Linked DNA regions of Danio rerio: region 2 is linked to region 1. The links are chromatin contacts, called in public HiChIP or PLAC-seq maps. All regions are on one chromosome and are shown on one strand. Each heading gives the region's core, a stretch centred on a gene start, on an enhancer-like site or on the middle of the called end of the contact. The rest is flanking DNA. Distances are from core to core; before and after follow the strand shown. Region 1 holds the start of ifngr2 (interferon gamma receptor 2). Region 2 holds the start of iqgap2 (IQ motif containing GTPase activating protein 2).

Region 1 (5,715 bases), core at 2,059-4,558:
GAGTTATGCAACGATTTTTGTCTAGTCCAAATATCTATATTTCAAAGTAAAAAACAAGATTATTTAACCTATCCACCTGGCAGATGGTTTTAGCATTTATATCGCAATATTAACCGGACAAAAACAAAATATCGCAATATCAGTTTTTTTCCAATAATGTTATATATACAATAATGCTATTCCAATAATGTTACATATATATATATATATATATATATATATATATATATATATATATATATATATATATTCATACACACAGTTGAAGTCAGAATTATTATCCCCCATATGATATATATATATATATATATATATATATATATATATATATATATATAAACATGTATGACTATTATTATTGACAATGCACTAAATTAAATTAATACAAAATAGATACGAGCTAGTATTCATTGTACTAGTAGTAATAAATAATACTGTATATCTACAGTCAATAAGTAGAAGTGTCAACCTTAGAGGTTTCCAGAATGATCTTGTTGATCTTGTCTCTGTCCAGTCCTTCCATGCCAGCCTTGTTATCATTAAGAGCGATCCTGGAGAGCAGATCAGCTCCAGATCCCTTTTGATCATGTTGTTGATCTTCCATCTTTCTGCTGCTGCTTTCACTTTCGCACTGCTGCCTCATTTCATCCAGCTCTATAAACTGGACAAACTAACCTGCGAGCCAGATTATCATGGATGCTAAGCGTCAACAGTTATTCAAAGAGCAGTCAAAAGGATGTTTGATGTTTTTCTGACCACAACTTTGTGTGTGCTAGTTTGTCTGCATATAAAAAAACAGATAAAATACATTAAAAACATTTGGCTTTGATTGAGATATACCTTTGTCTCGTAGCGACACGTATATATTAACATACATACACAAACTAAGTCTTAATCATGCTACAAAACTAAAAAGTAGAGTATAGCAGTTCGTTATTATTTGTCAACAGACACCATTTTCAAAGGTCTTGTTCTTGAAGAGAAGCACATGCGCATCAACATCTTCATCGCCCCCTGCTGTACTGGAATAACGCGATCCACACCGAAAATGAAAAGGCATGCACTAAATTCCAGGGGTTTCATTACCACGACGTAAAATGGGCGTGGCTCGGTCGGTGTTTGGGAAACGCCCCCTTAAAAAAAAACAATACTGAGAGGTCACCGATCATGCGCAGTACAGGTTCTTTTTTAGCGCGGTCATTTCAACCAGGATGATAATGGATAAAGAACCTACCGCGGTGGATAACGAAGGAAAAAAACAATCATACAGGTTATTTTTTGTTTTTATAATGTTATATTTTAAAGATTTCATTAGCAAAACCGGCTGACCTCGTTTTACTCCGTTTTTCTGTCTCTGGGCTTTTCTACTTCCATTTTAAATCAAATAATAATGGTTGTGGTAAGATTAACCGTGTTTTTGTAGTTAAAAATATGGTATTCGGTCATGTTTAAACAAATAAATACCACATTTTCTGTAATAAATCGTGGTTAATTTTTCTTTCTCGATCTTAGTTAATTAACATAACTCATATTTATTTTCTATTTTTATTTAAAGTCATCATACACAAAACAACTGGGATCAGGACAGGTATCTGATGTTAACTAATATAAAAGTGATCATACATGAAACCCCTGAGATCAGGACAGGTATCTGATGTTAATGTATATAATATAAAAGTGATCATACATGAAACACCTGGGATCAGGACAGGTATCTGATGTTAATGTATATAATATAAAAGTGATCATACATGAAACACCTGGGATCAGGACAGGTATCTGATGTTAATGTATATAATATAAAAGTGATCATACATGAAACACCTGAGATCAGGACAGGTATCTGATGTTAATGTATATAATATAAAAGTGATCATACATGAAACCCCTGGGATCAGGACAGGTATTTGATGTTACTGTATATAAAAGTGATCGTACATGAAACACCTGAGATCAGGACAGGTATCTGATGTTAATGTATATAATATAAATGTGATCATACATGAAACCCCTGGGATCAGGACAGGTATCTGATGTTACTGTATATAATATAAAAGTGATCATACATGAAACACCTGGGATCAGGACAGGTATCTGATGTTAATGTATATAATATAAAAGTGATCATACATGAAACACCTGTGATCAGGACAGGTATCTGATGTTAATGTATATAAAAGTGATCATACATGAAACCCCTGGGATCAGGACAGGTATCTGATGTTACTGTATATAATATAAAAGTGATCATACATGAAACCCCTGGGATCAGGACAGGTATCTGATGTTAATGTATATAATATAAATGTGATCATACATGAAACCCCTGGGATCAGGACAGGTATCTGATGTTAACTAATATAAAAGTAATTATACATGAAACCCCTGGCATCAGGACAGGTATCTGATGCTACTGTATATGATATATAAAGTATTTGACACAAAAGCCGTGGGATCGGGACAGGTATCTTAAGTTATAACAGTATTAATGTAATCTGAGAGGTATCTTAAGTTAATTTGTTTAATATAACATACACTGACTTCACATGAAACACCTGCGATCAGGACAGCTATTTAGTACTGCATATAAAGGTATTGGACACGAAACCCCTGCGAATACGTACAGGTATCTGAATCTAACGGCTGTTTTCACAATCTGCGCATGATCCGTGACCTATGCAAATTCACAGATAGGCCACGCCCACCCGATGACGTAGTAGCGGTTACGCTGTACTGAAACCCCTGGAAAAAAGTGCCTGCCAAAATGAAAAGTTGCAGGTCATCCAAATGTGGGTTGGTAATTTATTGATTTGCTTGTTTGTCAATCATTACAATATCTTTTTTATCTGAAACTGTGGTATTTTGGTGTTTTAGCAAGCAGAAATATTATCTGGCAAACATTCCTATATTAAGTTAGACCAAAAATACCAAACATACAAATGCATATTGTGTAAATGTTTTGCAGTTTAATAAAAAGTTAACGCCACACACAGTGATTTTAGTTTCACTTGTGGCTAGTGGCCAGGCCAGTGTCGAGAAATGATGACCGCTTTGGTCTTTACCGTCTATGGTTTTCTACGCGCTTGTTATCTCGCGATAAGTCGGTGTGACATTTTGTAGCCTACATATTTTCAACTCATTTTACACTATTTTTTATTTGTTTTGTTTTTCACACCTTTTAAAAGGCCAGCTTGGATAAATGTTGGGCAAATGTTGGGTCTTTGGTGTTCAAAAACCTTAACTCCAACTCTCGCGATGCTGCAAAGATACCGATCAAGCCTTCCTTCCTGATTTGAGGAGAACTTGAGGAACAGGAAGTGTGCATACTTCTGTATACATTACTGGAATGCAACGCTTGCCGATGGGATTTAAGCGTAAAGGAATGCAAAGAAAACATTTGTTTCTCGCATATTGGGTTTAAATAATGTTTTTGTGTTTTACTGATATAGCACGTGTCGCTTATACAGAATTCAGCGCATTTAGCAACACTCGCTTTGTTTATTGTAAGAGGGACAGGCGTATTTCCTGAAGAAATCAGCAAGAACGACGGTTTCTCAACTCTTGCAAATGGTTTGGTGAAAGATGTGGATTTATATTTGTCGAAATGACCTATATAATTCACCTAACGGTTTTCATGTTGATCGTCAATATCGGTAAGGACTTGAGATAGTTTGTGGCGTTGTCGGGACCGTTATATCTGATTATAAAAACATGTTACTTGTTTCATGTTCATAACTTATCATCTGTGTGTTTTTAATTCAGAGAGAACATGCTGCTTAAATCCGCCTCAGGATTTAAAGATAGTCAAATCACAGTTGCTGTGGAAGCCACCTGAAGTAGATGAAGATCTGCGGTATTCCCTTCAGTATAAACTTGACTCGTAAGTTGGCTTCTTTGACCCAAGTGACACACACACACACACACACACACACACACACACACACACTAAATTTATTATTCTGTATTTGTTTATGCACCTTTTATGTTTCGTTGAATCCGTATGATGTTCGCTTTTTCACTGTTACACAAAAGCAGAAGTGAGAAATAATGGCAATCTCTTTACACGCCATTTGAAAGATTTCATGCTTTGAAAGTGAATGGTAACTTACTGAAGGCTTGAGCCAGACAAAATCTGCAAACAGTTTTTGCTATTTCTGTGGAGAATTTTGTAAAAAATTGTGGATTTATGTGGAATGATTTTGGGTGTATGATATCTAAAACTTAATATATGAAATAAAAACATAATAGCTTTTTAACGTTTATTTAATGTTTACAATGCAAATCCATCTAGATCCATTGTTTTTGGTAAACATAGCAAATCTCTATTTAATATATCTACTAAAAGACAGAAAATATTTACAAACAGTATTGCAAGAATATCAAATGAACACTTTCATATTAGTCAATAATACTACTGAAATTAATAAAAAACTGAATAAATATCAATTTACACACATTTACACAAGAAAAGAAATAGACTCAATGATGGGCTAATACCTGCACAGATTCTGTGTGGGCCCTAGTATACTTGCAGCAAACTTATTTTGTTTTCATTCAGAAGTTTGTAATGCATGATCATCAAAATGCTTTTAGCAAATATCCCAACGTTGCTCACAATGCTTAAGGCAAGGATTCTCAAAGTCTCAAATCAGAAGTCCAAATCTAAATTTTCCATTAATGTAAAAGGTTTGGAATACTTGGTTATAACAAAATTGTATAAACACTCACAGAAAATGAATCAACCATTAAAAATGCTTTTCCATTTTAAAACACCATAATAACAAGTTCAAAAGGTAAGTCAAAAGTAAGTGCAAAATACAGAGCAGTGTGATGTGAGAAATGGCTCTTTGTTTTCCATCAGCCAACTAAACTTTTGTTTCATAGTGGCATTTGACATTTCCAAATATCTTAGTACAAGTAATAAAATAAAAAATAAATTGGGCTGGATCGGAGCAAAATGAACGCATACAGTACCACTCTGTCCAATCATCTTTTAAATATATGGCGCACTGGGCATCATCCAATCATGCCCAGTGCTCCAAATATTTAGACTTTAAAGTAATTTTAAACAAGGCAAGAGATGGTATTCCAAAATCCACATGTAAATTTCCTTGAAGTTTATTCTATACATATGGAGCATAATGTTTAAAAGCAGATCTATGTAGTTGTTTCTGTTTTACCTGATCTCACTTTGATGGACTGAACTGAAGAAGTGAACCAAATATTTCTGACACAATTACAATGGGTCAACATTAATTTCAATAGTAGGTGCTTGCCAGCTTATGCAAACCTTTTGTAAAAGTTTATTATTATAATTTTATTTAATTTTCATTTTTTGGCCTTATTCAGTTCCTCTTTGAATTCACCTGAATCACAGAATGTCATATCAAACACTTTTCTTGGCCTTACGTTATCCTCTGATTTAAAATTAATTTATACTCTACTGTTCCTTCTACTTCAGCAAAGCAGAGGATAAATGGTACAACGTGTCAAGCCATATCAACAAAAACGTTTTCAACATCACTGATGAATTTTATGGAGCTTTATTTCGGGTCCGTGCAGAGAAGGGAAACCACATCTCAGAATGGGCCATTTCAAATCGAGTCAATTGTGTAAATGGTAAGGATTGTTTTATGCGTTTATGCCTACCTTGCGTTTTAAATTCAACTATTTTTCACACTTGTATCTATTTATTTCTTTGTTCATCCTGTTTTA
Region 2 (5,874 bases), core at 1,185-3,684, 180 kb before region 1:
GTAAGTGGGCAGGCGGGTCAATCGGTAAAATTGTTTGGGTTTAGGGAAAAAGGAGGGTGGGTCATTCGATTGGCCGGTCGCCCAGTCAATCATTTAGTCAGTCGACAGCGATTTCTGGTGGGTTTATGCGAGAACACACATTTGAGATACGAAAAAGCACACACAGTGGCCTTTCGCAGATTTGCGAAAAACAAAAACAGCAAAAAATACGTAACTCCCTGGACGTATTTCGCAGTCTTCAAAAACTTTCACAGGACTACGTTTTCAGAATAAACCTGGATTGCATATTATCCAGTGTATGTTCTTAAACATGTTTGGTGTTGCAAAAAAGCCCTGCTTTCTCAGAAAACAAATCAAACCATAAAAGCCAATCCATATTTATGCGATGAGTGCATGTGGATGATCCAGCATAGCCTTTGCCATAGCCTGACACAAAAAAAGCACCTCTCAAACAATTTTTCTCAAACAATGAGGCCAATAGTAGAAATAGCTGAGGGTGTTGAGTCCCACAGAGGACCCCCATATGGATAATTTTGTTTGTGTTTATTTTATGATTAAAGTTGTTGGACGAGACGTTTGTTGGTTCCTGTCTCTTTCTTCCATGAATTAGTGTGTTTAAGAGCTACTTATACACTAGCATCCCACACATTATCTGGAGCAAATATTTCTAAAAAGCGCAAAACAACAGCAAACAAATTAAAGTCAGTTGACCATATAAATCCAACTGACTACTAGCATTTCAGAAGTGTTATTGCCAGAGCAGCCCAGACAAATTGCAGAAATATAAATGCTTGCAATGCTGTGGGCTACTTGCAAGGTGCAGTATGCATAATGTGGTACCGCGTTGACTTGACACAGCGGTATCAATCAGGCTTTACCAGGCATTGGTGTATCGCAACACCCCTAAACATCCTATTTAAATCAGCAGAATGAAACCAGCAGCCTTGTCAGCAGTAGGAATGTGATCTTGGTGCCAGTGAGTGTTGACATGAGTTAAGCAAACTTCGTTTAAAGAGTCAACCGAAAGGTATCTTAGTCTAGATTTGATATGGTGGAGTTAATCTAAAACTAGCAGGTTCTGACACACAACCAACAGAGCAGTACAGATCAAATGTGTGTTATGCAAACAGCATCCTAAACATTCTTTATTGTTCTAGATGTGCACAAAAAGACACGGTGTCTCACAAGCGTGGCGAAATGTGTGCGTTTAAAAAAACGTACAAAGATAAACTCCTGAATCAGAATTCCTCACATATCTAAACTGTACTGTCAGGTGATTTTACAAAGGCCAGAGGTAATGTTTAACTGGAGAAACTCACATGGAGCTTCTCTTTGCTCAGGCCATAGCATGAGATCTAATGCCAGGGATACACAAACACCTTTCTGAGGCAACAAAATATCAGGCTGCGTCAGAGAAACACTGGGGAGCAGGTTGATGACAGAAGAAAATAGCTAAGCATGTTTGTAAGTCATTTAAGAATTTCACAGAAGTTTGCATGTGAAGTTTGCAAAATGGGAAGTTGGCTTGAAAGAAATATAACAAGCAACTGAGTTTAAAATAAACCGACAATCATATACACATTTTTTTTTTGTCCTCAGTTTTTACACTTCTCTATTAATTCAGTCTTTCAGTAACACTACTAACAGGGTCAGAAGAATGTCTGATTCTGATTGGCTGATGAACCTTCTAAGGCAGGTCTTGACCACATTTCAGCTCCATACACTGAATGACTTCAGATATTTGACAGTTCCAACAGTCAAAAACATATATATACACACAGGAGCTGAGCAAAAAACTGATGTCTTTGACACAACATTTTGTAACTGTATGGTAGCCTATTTAAGTGGAATAACTGACTACAGTCAATGAATTAATGCAAAATAATGCACACTGAGGCATACTCTACCACCACTTTGGGTGTCCATTATTTTCTGATCATTCAATGTCCTCAGTTATTTCTCACTTGGTTTATAAAAGTGACTCAACTTAGCACATGATAATCATGTATCTGCCTATCAGTGATTAGCTTGAATAAATATTTAATTTCCAGAGCCTTGAAAAACTGTTACTATACACACAGACACACATAAACATCAGATTAGACACATCGTTTAAACAACAGATTAGACAAAAAGAGATCCTAAGACAACAACTGCACCTTTTGTTTATGAATTAAATATTTGGGTACCCACTTCATTGATCATAGTTAGATTAGCACACTTTTGCCATTCTCTTTCTGTTCGACTGTCATCCCACTACTTCTCATTCAGAATCAATCCTCATTCAGCTTCGAAATGTGTGAGTATAATAGGCGTTTAATATCTGCCATGAAGCGAAGTAGCTGTACTTACATCCATATCGCGGTCTGAGAGAGTTTGCTCCGTCTTCATGGTACATCCTGCTTCCTCTGAAACTCTGCTGAGGCTTCACCATAAACTGCGCGCGGACTTTTTGACTCTCGCTGCAAGATTCTTTCTCAAAAGAGTAAATCAGAAGTTGATCTTTCTGTCATAGCACTGGCCCCCCAGTAAAGCGCCGAACCCATTTACAATGAAGCGCTGTCGGTAACTGCGTGTCTTCATTCGTCTGTCAAACCTGGTGAAACCCCCTGTGAGCTCGAGCTGAAACTGACACTGAATGACTCGGACGCGGCTCCACCTGCTGGCGCGGGACAAATCTCCTCAATTCAACCCAATGAGGGACCTGACCTGCGGAAGAGCAGCTGAGGGACATTTACGAGTCCTGGGAGATTTGTTTTCGCTTCGTTTTCACCAGTTTACAAAATAACTGTGTTGTTACAAAACAAAACTGTTTGCTTGTTTCTTTGTTTGTTTGGTTGTTCGGTCGGTTGTTTGTTTAAACTCGTGTTCAGTGGTTTTTAGTTTTTTTAATAGACCTACTATGGAACATATCCAATTTTTGTATTTATATTTTGAAAACATGTTATAGCCTATTCTTACTTTTCTAGTCAGCGTTTCATTGTTTTTTTATCATCATCATCATCATCATCATCATCATCATCATCATCATCATCATCATCATCATCATTATTATTATTATTATTATTATTATTATTATTATTATTATTATTAGCCTATTGTTACTATTGCTATTATAATAATAATAATAATAATTATTATTATTATTATTATTATTATTATTGTGATGATGATGATCATGATTATTATTATTATTATTATTATTATTATTATTATTATTATTATTATTATTTTAACCATTATAATGTATTTTGTTTTTGTTTTTTCATTGCCATATTATATTTGGTTAATGAATATATTTTTATTTATTCATGTTTTACATTTATTTTTATTGATATTATCTATTTATTGATTATATCTATTGATATTATAAAGTCTGGACAAAGTTGTTCTTTGTAATCATGTTTTAGAATTATGATAACATTATTATTTTAATACATTTTGCAATTGTTTTTTACCTTTTGTGCTATAATGTTATATATGCAAGAAATGCTTGATATCCAGCCTATTTTAATGCAGTGTTGACATTTTAATGGCTTCTGTTTTAAATAAATATCAGTATTCAGGACCCAGTTTAATATACTGATAGATGGTAATCTCTGGTTTTTATTAGAAAATAGCTTAAAAAATTACTTTTGAAAGCTAAGGACCATAAAATGTTCATCTGATAGGATGAGATGCAGCAATGTTAAAGATTAGCACCAATGTGAATATGCCGATTCTTAAACTTTAAAGTCTCTTTGAAATAATTATTCAATAATGTTTGAATAATATTTATTCAGTTGTACCTTTTCCTCCAGTAAAATAGACTCTTGTCTACACATGTTAAAGTAATAGTTTAAAAATTTTGTCACAATTCCCTCACCCATTCACTTGCTCCAAATCTGAGTATCTTTCTTCTGTTGAACACAAAAGAGGATCTTTTAAAGTAAGCTGGAAACCATATTTGTTCTGTCTTCTGTGGAAGATAATGTTTACAGGTTTTTAGCTTTCTTGATAATATCATCTTTAGACACACTCTTAGAAATAAAGGTACGGGGAGCTGTCACTGGGGCAGTACCTTTTTAAACAATACATATTTGTGCCCAAAGAGTCCACATGGTACCTAAAAGGTACATATTAATACCAAAATGTACCTAAAAAGTGTCTTTATGGACCCTTCAGGTACAAATATGAACCTTTTGAAATACTACACCAGTAAAGATTTAACTACCTAGTGTTAAAATAAACACTATCCCTGAGAGCTTATATGGGGAAACATGATAAAACTGTTGAATTACCACTTTGGGATAACACTCAGACAGTTAACTAGCAAACTCCTACAGTGTAAAATAATAACACCACAATGAATGATCAGAACAACAGTTAACAAATGGGTTAAAAGTGGTCAATTAAGAAATGAAGTCAGTGTTCAGTATTTAATAATAAAATGGGGTAGTTATAATATGCCATCTCAACTCACGCTCATGCAATAATCATGTGCTGCAATTAATATATATATATATATATATATATATATATATATATATATATATATATATATATATATATATATATATATATATATATACAGTTGAAGTCAGAATTATTAGCCCCCTTTTGATTTTTTTTTTCTATTTCCCAAATGATTTTTAACAGAGCAATGAAATGTTCACAGTATGTCTAATAATATTTTTTCTTCAGGAGAAAGTCTTATTTGTTTTATTTCGACAAGAATAAAAGCAGTTTTTAATTTTTTAAAACCCATTTTTGGGACAAAATTATTTGCCCCATTAAGCTAATTGTTTTTTTTTCCGATAATCTTCAGAGCAAACCATCGTTATACAATAACTTGCCTAATTACCCTAACCTGCCTAGTTCACCTTATTAACCTAGTGAAGCCTTTTAATGTCACTTTAAGCTGTATAGAAGTGTCTTAAAAAATATCAAGTAAAATAGTTACTGTCGTCATGGCAAAGATAAAATAAATTAGTTAATGGAAATAAGTTTTTAAAACTATTATGCTTAGAAATGTGCTGAAACAATCTTCCCTTCGATAAACAGAAATGGGGGGGGGGGGGATAAAAATGGGGGGCTAATAATTCTGACTTCAACTATTTATATTCTTGCTGTCACGATTACCAGCGATCATATCCCATAAGATCGCTGGTTTGCACTAACTATAACCATGGACTACAAATCCGCCATTTATGGACTACATATTCATACATGCACTTCGCCCAGACACACATTCCTCATCTAAACTGATTACATTCACACCACCTGAGGAGTGTCAGAGACTGATTGCACACACTATTTAAGCCACACACTCAGCCATTCAGTTTGCCGAGTCTTGTTCACTATAAGTAACACTACAACTCGCTTCCCAGTCTTGTTATCCTGTGTACCGACCTTAGCCTTGTTAGCATCTTTTGTCTGCCGCCTGCTTTTTGACCTTTTGCCTGTTATTGATTACGATTCTGGACTGCCTTCTCAGACCCGTTTGTACCTGTATCGACCATTGCTTGCCTGACGACGAATAAACCTGCATTGTGGATCTTACCTCAGTTGTGTGTGTCACTCCCCGGGGTTACAGTTGCAGAATGGTTATGGCAGTTATCATACCATCAGTAGCCTATGGTAAGGATATTAGTCAAGTTATTAAATAATAACACCCTTTATACAGTATTTGTACTCTGTATTTTTTATCTAATCTTTAATCTATACTGTTCGATGTAATTTAATAAAAATATTATATTCTGTATTATACAATATTAAAATTAATTTTCTTTTGTTAATGCTGAATTATCACACGCACGCACACAAGCAATTGTTTTTTTTTTCTATTTTAAACCAAAAACAACTAGTCTTTGTAAACTTTCTCTTTGAATATTG

The links. HiChIP or PLAC-seq counts read pairs in DNA pulled down with a chosen protein or histone mark.
Region 2: a contact with region 1 is called in an H3K4me3 HiChIP or PLAC-seq map of embryo, with 4 times the contacts expected there. The contact joins the promoter of iqgap2 here to the promoter of ifngr2 in region 1. A contact is called at or near these places in 4 of 18 Hi-C or Micro-C datasets (caudal fin, embryo, hematopoietic stem cells and 1 more) and 2 of 4 datasets of contacts at active chromatin or transcription factors (caudal fin and embryo).

The regions. Positions count from the first base shown.
Region 1 is chr5:46,851,694-46,857,408 of GRCz12tu, reverse strand. It overlaps ifngr2 (interferon gamma receptor 2), which reads left to right and starts at 3,308. Exons shown (of 7, transcript NM_001077627.2): 1 at 3,308-3,653; 2 at 3,763-3,880; 3 at 5,462-5,619. The coding sequence starts at 3,605. It overlaps polk (polymerase (DNA directed) kappa), which reads right to left and starts at 976. Exons shown (of 15, transcript XM_073951385.1): 1 at 880-976; 2 at 470-781. The coding sequence starts at 643.
Region 2 is chr5:47,034,692-47,040,565 of GRCz12tu, reverse strand. It overlaps iqgap2 (IQ motif containing GTPase activating protein 2), which reads right to left and starts at 2,434. Exons shown (of 38, transcript NM_001128340.1): 1 at 2,353-2,434. The coding sequence starts at 2,434.